2 separate regions of the Triticum aestivum genome follow, and region 2 is linked to region 1. The links are chromatin contacts, called in public Hi-C maps. All regions are on one chromosome and are shown on one strand. Each heading gives the region's core, a stretch centred on a gene start, on an enhancer-like site or on the middle of the called end of the contact. The rest is flanking DNA. Distances are from core to core; before and after follow the strand shown. Region 1 holds the start of LOC123046518. Region 2 holds the start of LOC123046519.

The links. Hi-C and Micro-C count contacts between places; a contact is called where the count stands out from the background.
Region 2: a Hi-C map of leaf shows a contact between it and region 1, with 4 times the contacts expected there. The contact joins the promoter of LOC123046519 here to the promoter of LOC123046518 in region 1. A contact is called at or near these places in 3 of 5 Hi-C or Micro-C datasets (leaf and root) and 1 of 1 datasets of contacts at active chromatin or transcription factors (leaf).

What each region holds. Positions count from the first base shown.
Region 1 is chr2B:654,544,470-654,550,638 of IWGSC CS RefSeq v2.1, reverse strand. It overlaps LOC123046518, which reads right to left and starts at 1,914. Exons shown (of 3, transcript XM_044469910.1): 1 at 1,398-1,914. The coding sequence starts at 1,845.
Region 2 is chr2B:654,809,677-654,815,978 of IWGSC CS RefSeq v2.1, reverse strand. It overlaps LOC123046519, which reads right to left and starts at 1,339. Exons shown (of 6, transcript XM_044469915.1): 1 at 1,035-1,339.

The sequences.
Region 1 (6,169 bases), core at 665-3,164:
AGGCTAGTATAGCATGTATACAGGATTTTCAGTATTGCTACTGTTATGGTGTTTCGTTGTACGACCGTCATACATATGAAGTCATTTAAGTCGTATGCGAATCATTATCATTTTCATACCAGTTATAACCTCACTGAATACTGACTGTTAAACCTCCAACTGAAGAATGTGCTATTACATAAGGGCACCACTCCTGGGCCTGGTTATACTACTAGGATTACTAGTAACTTGCAAGACTTAATTTAAAGACACTAGATCAAATAAATGACTACCTCATGAAAAAAAAGTATTTTTCGCAACATTTATGTGGAGGATCTCAGAGCATCCACATACACTATAAAGTCATGGTGATCCGACCTATGTACACTGCATTGAATTTGAATGGATTAATTATCTTCAACCAGAAAGGCAAAATTTCCAGTATTAAATTGTGGATTAGGAGGTCTGTTAGGTTGTTAAGATTCATCAGGCAAAGACAAATAACTTGCAGAAATGCAGATGCATATGCCAATTAACATAAAACTGCATAAAAATTACAGTCAGCTAGTAGAATCATCATGGCCTGCATGAGCTAACAAAAGGAGTATTCATCTTAAACAAAACAATACTAAGTTAAACAATCACGATCGCTACAGCACAGTGACACGTATTTGGATGTGCATTCCAGAAAAAATCACAATCACTAACTGCACTATCCATTTTGAAAGTGTACGCAATGATACTATAACCATGCAGTTGAATTTGGTGAACCAGCAAAACAGAATAACATAATAGTACAGGCAAAAGCATGAAATGGAACAGAGAAAAATGATTTATCAGAAGTTTTCTGTATCCCACAAACTATGTCATTTGTCATCTACTATGGAAAAATCCTCATAACTTCCTATACCTATTAAAATGGCCTATCATACATGTTTCATCAGGTAGCATATCTCCCATACTAAATTTCACATGGTGGAAGTGGTACAGCAGAAAAATAATAATATATATTTTGCATAAACTAAATCATCCAAACACATATCAAATGTCCATAGCGAGCAATTTATCAGGCACCGCATAATATATAACCCAAAGCTAATGATATGCACAGTCTATCATGGTTGATTAGGATTGATTTCACTTGGGGGAGAAACAGAATTCCAAGAACATGTTATAAAGCGCAAAATGGTCCATGATTTATAACTGCAGAAGGTCAAGTATCCAGCTAGAGGATAGAGAATGGTAAGACATCATTGTACGTGTTTGAATTTTCCGGCTTTAGCATTCATTTTGGATGCCAGGGGCAGATGCGCCCTTCCGTGCTTCGCCCACAGATTAAACGTGGCAGCTCAGCTCCAAGGCTATGCACCCATAACACATCATCATTTCGCAATCCAAACAAGTCTCATCGACCTCACCTTGGACGAAATAGGCCTCTGACGGCCAGCCCCGCTGCGTGGTGAAGCACATGGCCTCCTCCTTAGTCATCGCGGCCTTAACCATGGTGGCTCTCGCCATCTCCGCCGTATCGACGGCGCCCCTCGCGCTGTAGACGACCGTGCCGACGAGATCGGACACCCCGAGCGGCCGCCGCATCGGCGGCACCCAGTACGATCCCCCAGGCACGAAGGGGAGCCACTCCGGAGCGGCCCGCCGCACTAGGACACCGCGGATGGCGTCGTTCAGGCGCCCCATCCCCATCGGCTCCTCCGCGGAGTCGCCGGATGAGGTGGAGGAGGCGGATTCCTCGGAGAGGTCGATCTCGATCAGCTCCACCTTGTCTGAGAGGGCGCGGTGGGGCTGCAGGGAGGACCCCGGAGCGGCCGGGCGGCCTAGGGTTAGGGTTCGCGCGAGGAGGCGGGCCATGGTAGATGGCTAGGGGATCGCGCGGATAATGGGAAGATTTGACACGCGACTCGCCCCAGACGGAGACGAAGACGATGGAGGTTGTGCGTGGGGCCCGCGTGTCATCGGCAGTGAGCGAATCGGTGGCTGGCGCGCGGGGTCCAACCCGTGGTCAAGGGGAAATGCAATTTCTAAGTCTCAAATGCATTTTATTTCTTTTACGCTTTTTTTAGCAGAGTACAATCAAAGTCCCTCAAATACATGAGCATGCACCCACCCCATGAACGCTTTCACGCACACTCTACCCCCTATAACCACCTCCAAGAGCCTGCATATCATCTTGAGATTTGTGAAGTCGCCACAGACGCCGTCATTGTCGACATAACATGTATTTTTCACTCTGATATGTTTCTTTTCATTTGTTTTTTTAGACAACTGTTTTATTTCCGAGATGATTTCTCGAGGAAAACGAAGGCGCAAAGCTCAAGCTATAGATGGGAAAGATGAGATCTCACCGTTTTATTTCTCTTATTAATTAATTAAAGTTTTGCTTTTTCTCTATAGTTACACAACATATATTTTCCCTTGTGATTTTTTTTTGCATTTTTAGTCTTGAGGCAATTATCCTTTTTTCGAGATGATTTATGGAGAACAAGGACATAAAGCTCGAGCCATAGACGAGACGCCGCACCCACCAACCTCGCCAAGGGGAGGTGGTAAATGGGCACCGGAGAATGAGGGTTTTCGAGGGATGGGCGGAGCGGGGCGGCAACAACTCAACGAAGGAGGTGGCTCAGGCGTTGCGGCAACACACGGGCTGCAACTGGTGGGAGATAATGATGGACGACAAGTGGTAGCATGCCAGTGATATTGTGGCAGTGGCAGATCTAGTGAGGGAACCATCATGGCACCCCTCTAGTTTTCAACATATATTAGACACTAATCGTACAACAATCGAATGCTATTGGAGGAGTTTTGATTGCTCCATGCTACTTTGTCTATTGTTTTGGACTTAATGGGCTTTATTTTTCACTTTTATATTATTTTTGGGACTAACCTATTAACCGGAGGTCCAACCTAGAATTGCTGTTTTTTTGTCTATTTCAGTGTTCCGAAGAAACGGAATATCAAACGGAGTCCAAACGGAATGAAACCTTCGGAAACGTGATCTTCTCACCGAACGTGATCCAGGAGACTTTGACCCTACTCCAAGAAGTGTCAGAGGCGGTCACGAGGGTGGGGGGCGCGCCCTCCCCCCTGGGCGCGCCCCCCTTCCTCGTGGCCCCCCTGACGCTCCACCGACGTACTCCTTCCTCCTATATATACCTACGTACCCCCAACAGATCGGGGACGGAGCCAAAAACCTAATTCCACCGCCGCAACTTTCTATATCCGCGAGATCCCATCTTGGGGCCTGTTCCAGAACTCCGCCGGAGGGGGCATCTACCACGGAGGGCTTCTACATCATCACCATAGCCCCTCCGATGAAGTGTGAGTAGTTTACTTCAGACCTTCGGGTCCATAGTTAGTAGCTAGATGGCTTCTTCTCCCTTTTTGGATCTCAATACAATGTTCTCCCCCTCTCTCGTGGAGATCTATTCGATGTAATCTTCTTTTTGCGGTGTGTTTGTTGAGACCGATGAATTGTGGGTTTATGATCCAGCTTATCTATGGAAAATATTTGATTCTTTTCTGAATTCTTTTATGTATGATTGAGTTATCTTTGCAAGTCTCTTCGAATTATCCCTTTGGTTTGGCCAACTAGATTGGTAGTTCTTGCAATGGGAGAAGTGCTTAGCTTTGGGTTCAATCTTGCGGTGACCTTACCCAGTGACAGAAAGGGTTGCAAGGCACGTATTGTATTGTTGCCATCAAGGATAACAAGATGGGGTATTTATCATATTGCATGAATTTATTCCTCTACATCATGTCATCTTGCTTAAGACGTTACTCTGTTTTTAACTTAATACTCTAGATGCATGCTGGATAGCGGTCGATGAGTGGAGTAATAGTAGTAGATGCAGAATCGTTTCAGTCTACTTGTCACGGACGTGATGCCTATATACATGATCATTGCCTGGATAACCTCATACTATGCTCAATTCTGTCAATTGCTCAACAGTAATTTGTTCACCCACCGTAGAATACTTATGCTCTTGAGAGAAGCCACTAGTGAAACCTATGGCCCCCGGGTCTATTCTCATCATATCAATCTCCATCACTTTATTTACTTGCTTTTGCTTTTACTTTTTACTTTGCATCTTTATACCAAAAATACCAAAAATATTATCTCTATAAGATCTCACCCTCGTAAGTGACTGTGAAGGGATTGACAACCCCTAAGCGTTGGTTGCGAGTAGCTATCGTTTTGTGCAGGTACGAGGGACTTGCGCGTGGTCTCCTACTGGATTGATACCTTGGTTCTCAAAAACTAAGGGAAATACTTACGCTATTGTGCTGCATCATCCTCTCCTCTTCGGGGAAATCCAACGCAAGCTCGAGATGTAGCAAGGAGTTTCTTTTATCAAATTGTGATGATTTTTAGATCAAATTGAACTATTTAACACCCCGATGCAAGGACTCTAGGTCTGTCATTGTGTTGTGGAGAGGAGGAAGATGATGGAACCAATAGGGGGGAAATGACTGAACCAGGTGGATGAGGTGATTCCTCGAATAGGTCGATCTCGATCAGCTTCACCTTGTCCAAGAGGGCGCGGTGGGGGTGCAGTGAGGACCTCAGAGCGGTAGGGCACCCTAGGGTTAGGGGTCACGCGAGGAGGCGGACCATGGTAGGTAGATGACACGCAGGGTTAGGGCGGAGTAGCCCCAAACCGGTATCCTAGGGTTTCGAGTGGTGAGGCGGCGCGCGAGGCGATCTCAGAGGCTCAAGGCTAGGGTTTTGAAGATCGCCGGCTTATATGCTCTCCGATCGCCGGTATGCTGCAGTTTGATTGCTCGGGGTGATCAAGGGGGGACCTTTGCGTCCTTTCCCACCCTTGGGGTCACTGGGTGGAGGGGATCGGGGGAAGGCTGGGCGAACTGATGGCGGAATCGAGCGCCACGGGAGGAAGGAGGGGAAAGATGAAGGAGACTGAGACGGTCGAGCAGATGATGGATCGTTTGGATCTTACGGAGAAGGAGAAAACGAAGCTTGTGATTGATGAGGAGGAAGAAGAGAGGATCGAAGAACCCTATGCACTAATCGGGAAGGTTTTGTTTCGGGAGGCGTTTCATGTCAATACCATTGAGGAGGCCCTGCGCCCGGCGTGGGGCAACCCGAGGGGTCTAAGCTTCCGGCCAAAAGGAGAGAATGTTTTTCTAGCTAGTTTCGCTATCAAGCGGGACTGTGATCGGATCTTTGAAGGAGGTCCATGGATGGTGGTAAAGCACTGTGTGGTTTAGAGAGGTTTAACATCAGATCGCGTCCTTCAGAGCTTAAGTTCGATAAGATCAAGATTTGGGCGCGGGTGATCAACCTCCCGTTTAATCTGTTATGTCTGCCATGGCCAAAGCGTATTGCAGGCATGGTGGGAGAGGTGGTAGCACTGGATGCGGATGAGAAAGGATTTGCCTCTGGGGATTGCCTCCGGTTTAGGGCTTGGATCAAAGTAGATGAATCTCTGATGCGCTGGGTGCAACTCGAAAGGGCTAAAACAAAGGAAACGGAATTTTTTGATATCCAATATGAGAACTTGCCATATTTCTGCTTCTCATGTGGGTTGTTGGGACATGCTGAACTAATATGTCCAACACCTGCTGGGAGGGATGAGCATGGAAGACCGCCATACAGGGTGGCACTCAAGTTCGTGGCTAGCAAGAATAAGAGTTGGGGCAGAGCACCAACCTACAAGCAAGAGGCCACCGGAGATATGGGTGGACAGAAGGAAACGGGAGAAAGAGAGGAAGATGTAGAGCCGGGACTGGAGGTGAACTCGCCGGAGAAACCAACCGCTGGCAGAGTTAAGCATACGGTTTATCAGTTCAATGCAAGGGGGAGAGGTGCAAACGGCAGAGGAGGCAGGACGGGCCGAGGGGCATCCATCTATCGCAGGGTCGACATGAATATTTCAGCTGGAAGAGGCGGGGGAAACGGGCCTATGCTACTGCAAGATACAGAAACCGTGATGAGGAGGAGGAATCGTCTGGTTCATGGGAGGATAGCAGGGATTCGAAGAAGAAGAAAGCACAGGAAGAAGACGCAACTTTCCACACGGAGGCTGGGATCCAGCCCCGCGAGCAGCAATGAATTGCATATCATGGAACTGTCACGGGCTTGGGAACCCGGAGACAGTTCGAGAACTTCACGACTTGGTGAAGAGAGAAGCTCCCTCCCTAGTCTTTGTAT
Region 2 (6,302 bases), core at 90-2,589, 270 kb before region 1:
CTAAGCACGCCGAAATGTATGCAGAAAAAAGAAACTGGTAAATTTTGAGAGTTATGATAACATCATCGGCAAGAAAAGTGTGTCCCACCCCCTAACACGGTTGAAATATGACTTCCAGTGTGCAGTGAAGTTGCCAAGGACAACATCAGATCTCAGATATAGCTTGAAGTTCATTCAAAAAAGAGATATAGCTTGAAGCTTGAGCAAAGGACTCCCAGTGATAACAACAAACATAGTTATTTGGAGCAACCAGGATGGTAAATATTGACACCATTCTACTCGTGCAGTGAGTAATCGATTTGCATGACATCTACTAGATCCTAGCCAACCAGGCCTGCATACGAACAAAGTAACGCTGGAAAATAAATCGCAGCATGGCAGCAAAGTTCACTGGGGCAATGCCCGTTTCAGATCGATGAACTTAGTCACCCGCAAAAAGAGAAAAAGATGGATGAACTAGTGCCAGATCTAGGCATATTTCTGAAAAAACAAGAAGGCAAAATACCCCTTTTATAAAATTTCAGAAATTACGACTAGAAATAGCATTCCGCCAAGAAGTGGTAGGTGAGAAATGATTCCTCGACCACAAGACAAATATGTTCCAGTAATTCCCCAAAACTCCGAATAAAAAAAGTCCGTAAATACATATAGCGACTAGAAAGCCCAATCCCTGCCCGCATCTCACAGGTCGAAGCCCCGGGAAAGACGAATCTGTGGAAATCCCGCCGGAATCTGGCTCCACCGACACAAGGAAACAGCGAGGCACCGCATTAGCGACGCTGGCGGTCCCCAAGAATCGCGGCAAGGAGCACCACAACCACCACCTTTCGTGGCAAAAAGGACGTTCGTTTCCCGCAACCACCCCTCCCCTCCTCCCGGAACGACGGAGCAGATTCGTCTAAGCAAGGAAAAAAATATCGGAACTCGCCCGAACCAAGAAGCACGGGGGAGAGACGGCAATGGCGCGCTTAGGGGCCAAGAACCCGCAGAAACGGCAGTGGTTTCCGGTGGAGGCGTGGGAAATCTCTGCATACCTCGAGGGGACGGCGGACATCTTCTCTTGGGAGGGAGGAAATCAGCGAGGGAGGGGGGAGTGAGCTCCGTTCGCCTGCCTGCTGCGCCGACGGAATGGGGGGAGTGGGTGGGGAGGGGAGGGGAGCGCGCACAGCACAAATGGAGCAGACGGGGGACAGAGAGTAGGAAGGGGGAGAGAGAATAAGCGGGGAGGCGGAGAGGGGAGGGAGAGAGAGAAAATAATGCAGCGCGAGGGGGGTGGGGGATGGTGGGAGCGCGTACGACGCCTTTCAGCTCCTCTCCCTCTCCCTCTCCCTCTCCCTCTCTCTCTCTCTCTGCGGTGTGCTGTCTGTCTGTTACTCCCACGACGAACGACTCTCTCTCCTCCCCCGTGATGCAGCTGCTCGCTACTACTGTAGCTGCTGAGCAAAATGACCATAATGCCCCTGGATTGTTCTTTTTTCTAAAACTTTTTTTTTTGCATGTGAGTAGTACATTTTTGTCTTGGCGAATTCGAAAGAGTTACTGGCTGGCAGTGGCAGTAGTAGTAGTACTAAGTAGGAGGAGTAATTTCTAATTAATTACTTGGGGTAAATGCCAATTGGTTGGGTGGCGCTACCAGTCGGGGAGATGATTGCGACGGTGCGCTGCGTTTTCCTCCTTCTTTCCGTTAACAGCGCGCGATTAATTGTTGCGTCGGTGCGGGATGCAAATCCTCCTCTTTCTTTTCTTCGGGGGTGCTGATGATCTACTGCTCCGTCCCGTTCGACCTCTGTCCAGCAGTGTTGCTCCTTTCGGAAATAACCAATTTGGATGCGTAAGAAGAAATCGCTCGAGTGGCTCTGTGAGCCTGAGAGCAACAGCCATGAACGAATATCAAAGTGCGCCACTGGAGTGGTACTAGCGGTCGTAATTAACGGCCCTGTTAGTGTTAGCTTAATGATCGCTTGCAAGCAACCATCATGATCGTGGTGATGGTGGTATGGTACATGATCGCTCGCGCCAGCCAACTAATCGCTCTGCTCTGCTCTGCTCTGGTGTGCGCGTTTGAGTGGATTGCACTGAAAGTCTCCTCCCTCCCCGTCTCTCCGGCCGGGCCGGCCGGACACGACACAGCGCAGGTATCGCAGAACCCACGACATGCCGGTAGGTGCGCACGAGGCGGAGGCGGAGGCGATCGACCGGCACACGCACACGCCATGTCTCGGCTCCGTCGCTCCGTCCGAGGCGCGTGTGTGTGGTGCCAACGGGCCGGACGACGGGTGCATCCAAAATCATGGAGGAACGAGGATTATGTTATGCGCGTGTGGTGCGTGCTGGTAGATTACCAACGGTCGGCTCGGGCTCTGCTCTGCTCTGCTCTTGGCGACCCCCAACCACAGCCCACCCTACACGTGATGCTCGCATACGGTTCACGCCCTACGGACCTGCACGGGCACCGCCGGGCCCGACCGACGTTCGTGCAGCACAGCGCGCGGTTGCACGGCGCTACAGTGCGTGCCTCGTCTCCTCTCTGCGACCCCCAGTCTGTGTCTGTGGCACATGGCCAAAGGGTATGTATTGTACGTGTGGCACTAGCTAAAAATACGGACACTCGTCTAGGGGTTGGCCAATTAAAGAGCGGTATTGTACGTATCTCCTTTCTAGATACCTTGCTGAATATGCAATGTAGTGTCTAATGACGTCTCCCTGCAATGTACTAGTATGGAAGTAGCAACTGATCCGTTGACTGAATTTTGTTTTTTGCGTGAGCCAAACTCTTCTTAACCATTTATTTATTATTTAAAATGAAATTAACAAACAGAAGTTCGGTTGAAACAAAATGAGTGACCCAAATTCCCTGTGAGTTGATTTCCTTCAAAACAACCAATTCGGCCTTCCCTCAACAAGAGGGTGAAGCCCACCGAAAAGAAGATGGACTGGAAAAAAAAAACACCCGTTAACCCGCTAACATGAGCGCAAAAGTCACCTGGTCCCGACCACCGCACATCAAGATCTGGAGATTATCCCCAAGGGAAATACTGATTCTCAATTCTAAATCGCACACCAAATTCACAAAAGCTATACTAGGGTTGATTGTAAATCAGTGCATGGATCTTACTAGAGAAGACCAAATTCACAAAAGTTCTACTAGGGTTGATTGAATTAGATGCACCCCTATACCCTTCATGAAGATGAAAATCAAAACAAAACAAAAAGTTATTCAAGAGAGAAATGAATCAGAGGAAACCCTTTTACCTTCCTAAAGATAAAAACAAAATCACAAGCAAAATGGACAAGAGATTTACTAGAGATGAATGAATTAGAGGCACCCCTACTACCCTCCCCGAAGATAATAACAAAATCACAAGCAAAATGGACAAAAGATTTACTAGAGATGAATGAATTGGAGGCACCCCTACTACCCTTCCCAAAGATAAAAACAAAATCACAAACAAATTTGACAGATTTTTTACTATATATCGATCCTTTCACTTTGATATCGTCATAATTATTTGATTTTCTATCAATTGGCCAACAGTAATTTATTTACGCACCATATGCTATTTTCTCGAGAGAAGCCTCTAGTGAACACTATGCCCCCGAGTATATTTTCTATCATATAAAAATCAAAAATACCTTGCTGCAATTTTTTTTATTTTTTTTTATTTTGTATTTTAGTTAAGTCTATTTATCAAATCTCATATAATTTAATCTATCTCAATACCATTGAGGGATTGACAACCCCTTTACGCGTTGGGTTGCAAATATTTGTTATTTGTGTGCAGGTGCCGTTTACATAGTGTTGCTTGATTCTCCTATTGGATTGATAACCTTGATTTCGTAACTGAGGAAAATACTTACCTTTGTTGTGTTGCATCATCCCTTCCTCTTCGGGGAAATACCAACGTAGATAGAAGCAATCAGGAAGAATTTTTGGCGCCATTGCCGGGGAGATATCATCAACATCTATCAAGTGCCTACGCATAAACTTTCATCTCCTTGCAATTTACTTTAGTTGACATTTGTCTCGTTTTCATCTTCCCCATGTCTAAACAATTTTTACAGAAATAGAAAAATATTTTTCGTTTGCCTTTTTCTTGTTTGCCTCTTTGAACCTATCATCATGAGTGATTTTGGTATGGCAGAAATGGATGATGGTAGAACTCCTAAAATTGGACGTTCTACTAATCTGGATGCTAAAACTTTTGTTTTGGGACAAGGAAATGTTATAGGAAAAGGTGCCATCCAAGAAATTTTTAATTGTGTTGGAACTTTGACTTGTGATGATACTCCTATACTCAAAAGAACTAAAACTTATGCAGAATCTATTTCAACACTTGTTCTTAAACTTGAGAAAAGATTTATCCGTACTCATCCTACCTTGCAAAGGTTGTTTTATGACCTACTCCCTCCGTTCGGAAATACTTGTCATCAAAATGGATAAAAGGGGATGTATCTAGACGTATTTTAGTTCGAGATACATCTCTTTTTGTCCATTTTGATGACAAGTATTTTCGGACGGAGGGAGTACCTATTATAAAGGATCCTAGAGCTAAGAAAATAGCTACCCTTGTCCTTTTTTTGAGAAAAATCATAATACCATTAAACAGATGTCATATTACAACACGAGATCATGAAAACCATGATAGAAAAGGAGAGAGGACACATGTCTAGAAATAATTGCAAAAAAACTCCATTGAAGTAGATTTCTGCAACAGCCATCGTTGCCACTTGCCATCTTCGGAGACGAAGAAACACCATCGCCCATAAAGGCTTTGTGAGCCCAAGAAAGGGCCTGCCGCCGACAAGGACATTGTCGCTGTGGCGCGTCGATCGAGGATCATTCCCGTGCTCCTCGAAACCCAGATCCGTTGCATGTCGTCGATGTCGTCGAGGCAAAATACCAGAACTGCCACCCACAAGCCTCCAACCTTGTTCTTGGACCTTCATCTTCTCCCAAATAAAGACGACACCACACGAGATGTGATCCGTCATAGAAACAACAAACACCACCAGATCCATCGCATCAAGGAGATGATGGAATAAGGTTCCCACAGATCCCTCGACTTCACCACTAAGGACGTCATTGAGATGGGGCTGAGATCTGAGATTTTTTTTTTCGAACGTCGGCGTCACCGCCATCCAGCCGCCGCCATGGAACATAGTAAACCTAACCCTAACTAGAGCCGAGCGTAGAACCGGGGTTCCCCCACCCATCCGTCGTCGAAACAACGACCGGAGGGCAAGAGAACCCACTGCCTCATCGGCAGAGCGCGGGAGGACTGTCGTGGTACTAAGTTTGACAGTAAGAATAGGGGGTATGCATGAGGAGGCGAGGCCCTAGCTATGGCGAGGTTGTACACACGAGTTTACGAGTTCAGGCCCCTCTCGGAGGAGGTAAAAGCCCTACGTCTCGGTGCCCTGAGGCGGTCGACTGGAATATAGGTGTGTGTTACAAGGGGTGCGAACCCTTGCCCTAGAGGAGGGGGGTGGCTTATATAGAGTACACCAGGACCCCAGCCGTCCTCCATTACAGGGGTCCAATGTACATTAAGATAGGGTGTTACTGATAACGCCAGCTATAAAGGGTCATCAATGATATTTAAGACTATGGAGTGAACGCCTGACCGTTGCCATACTGAGTGACTCTAGGTCTTCTATACTCCGAGTGGTTCCCTGTATGGTCGAATGACTCCATCCAGGTCGAGTGAAATTGGGGATATCCGAGTGAGGTGACTGGTCGAGTGGATTGCACTCAATGGCTTCAGTTGATACTTCCTGTTGTGCTTTGAATGTCCTTGCTTCTAGGGTAGTGACCTTGGGTAGGGCGTATAGGTCAGGTCTATGACCCTACCCTAGGTCTATGGCATCGTCATTAGCCCCCAAATGGATTGAGGTCCGAGTGGAAAGAAAGTTGAAGTTGGCCCTGTCTTGACTCTTGTGCTTCACAAGCATTCACACTGGATTCGAGGTCCATGCTGAAACTTCGGCTTCATTTCAGTCGCCTTGATTGATTCAGAGGTTGTCGAGTGAACTTATGATGGCACTCTTCGAGTGTTGCTATGACGTGAAATCTTCGGCGCGATTGGTTACTACGGCTCCCGGATCTCACGGGATTCGAAAATTTGGGGAAGCGCGCGAGGTGGAGCATGCCGCAGTAAACGGGACGGATAGATAGGGGCGCCTTGATTTTCGCGCCACCTTTTTCGCCACGTATCCGGCACGCGAATGTTGCCGGATTTGACAGGATCGCTCGGGCCCACGCATCAGCCACTCGGAAGCAGGCCCTTAAAAGGCATCGAGGC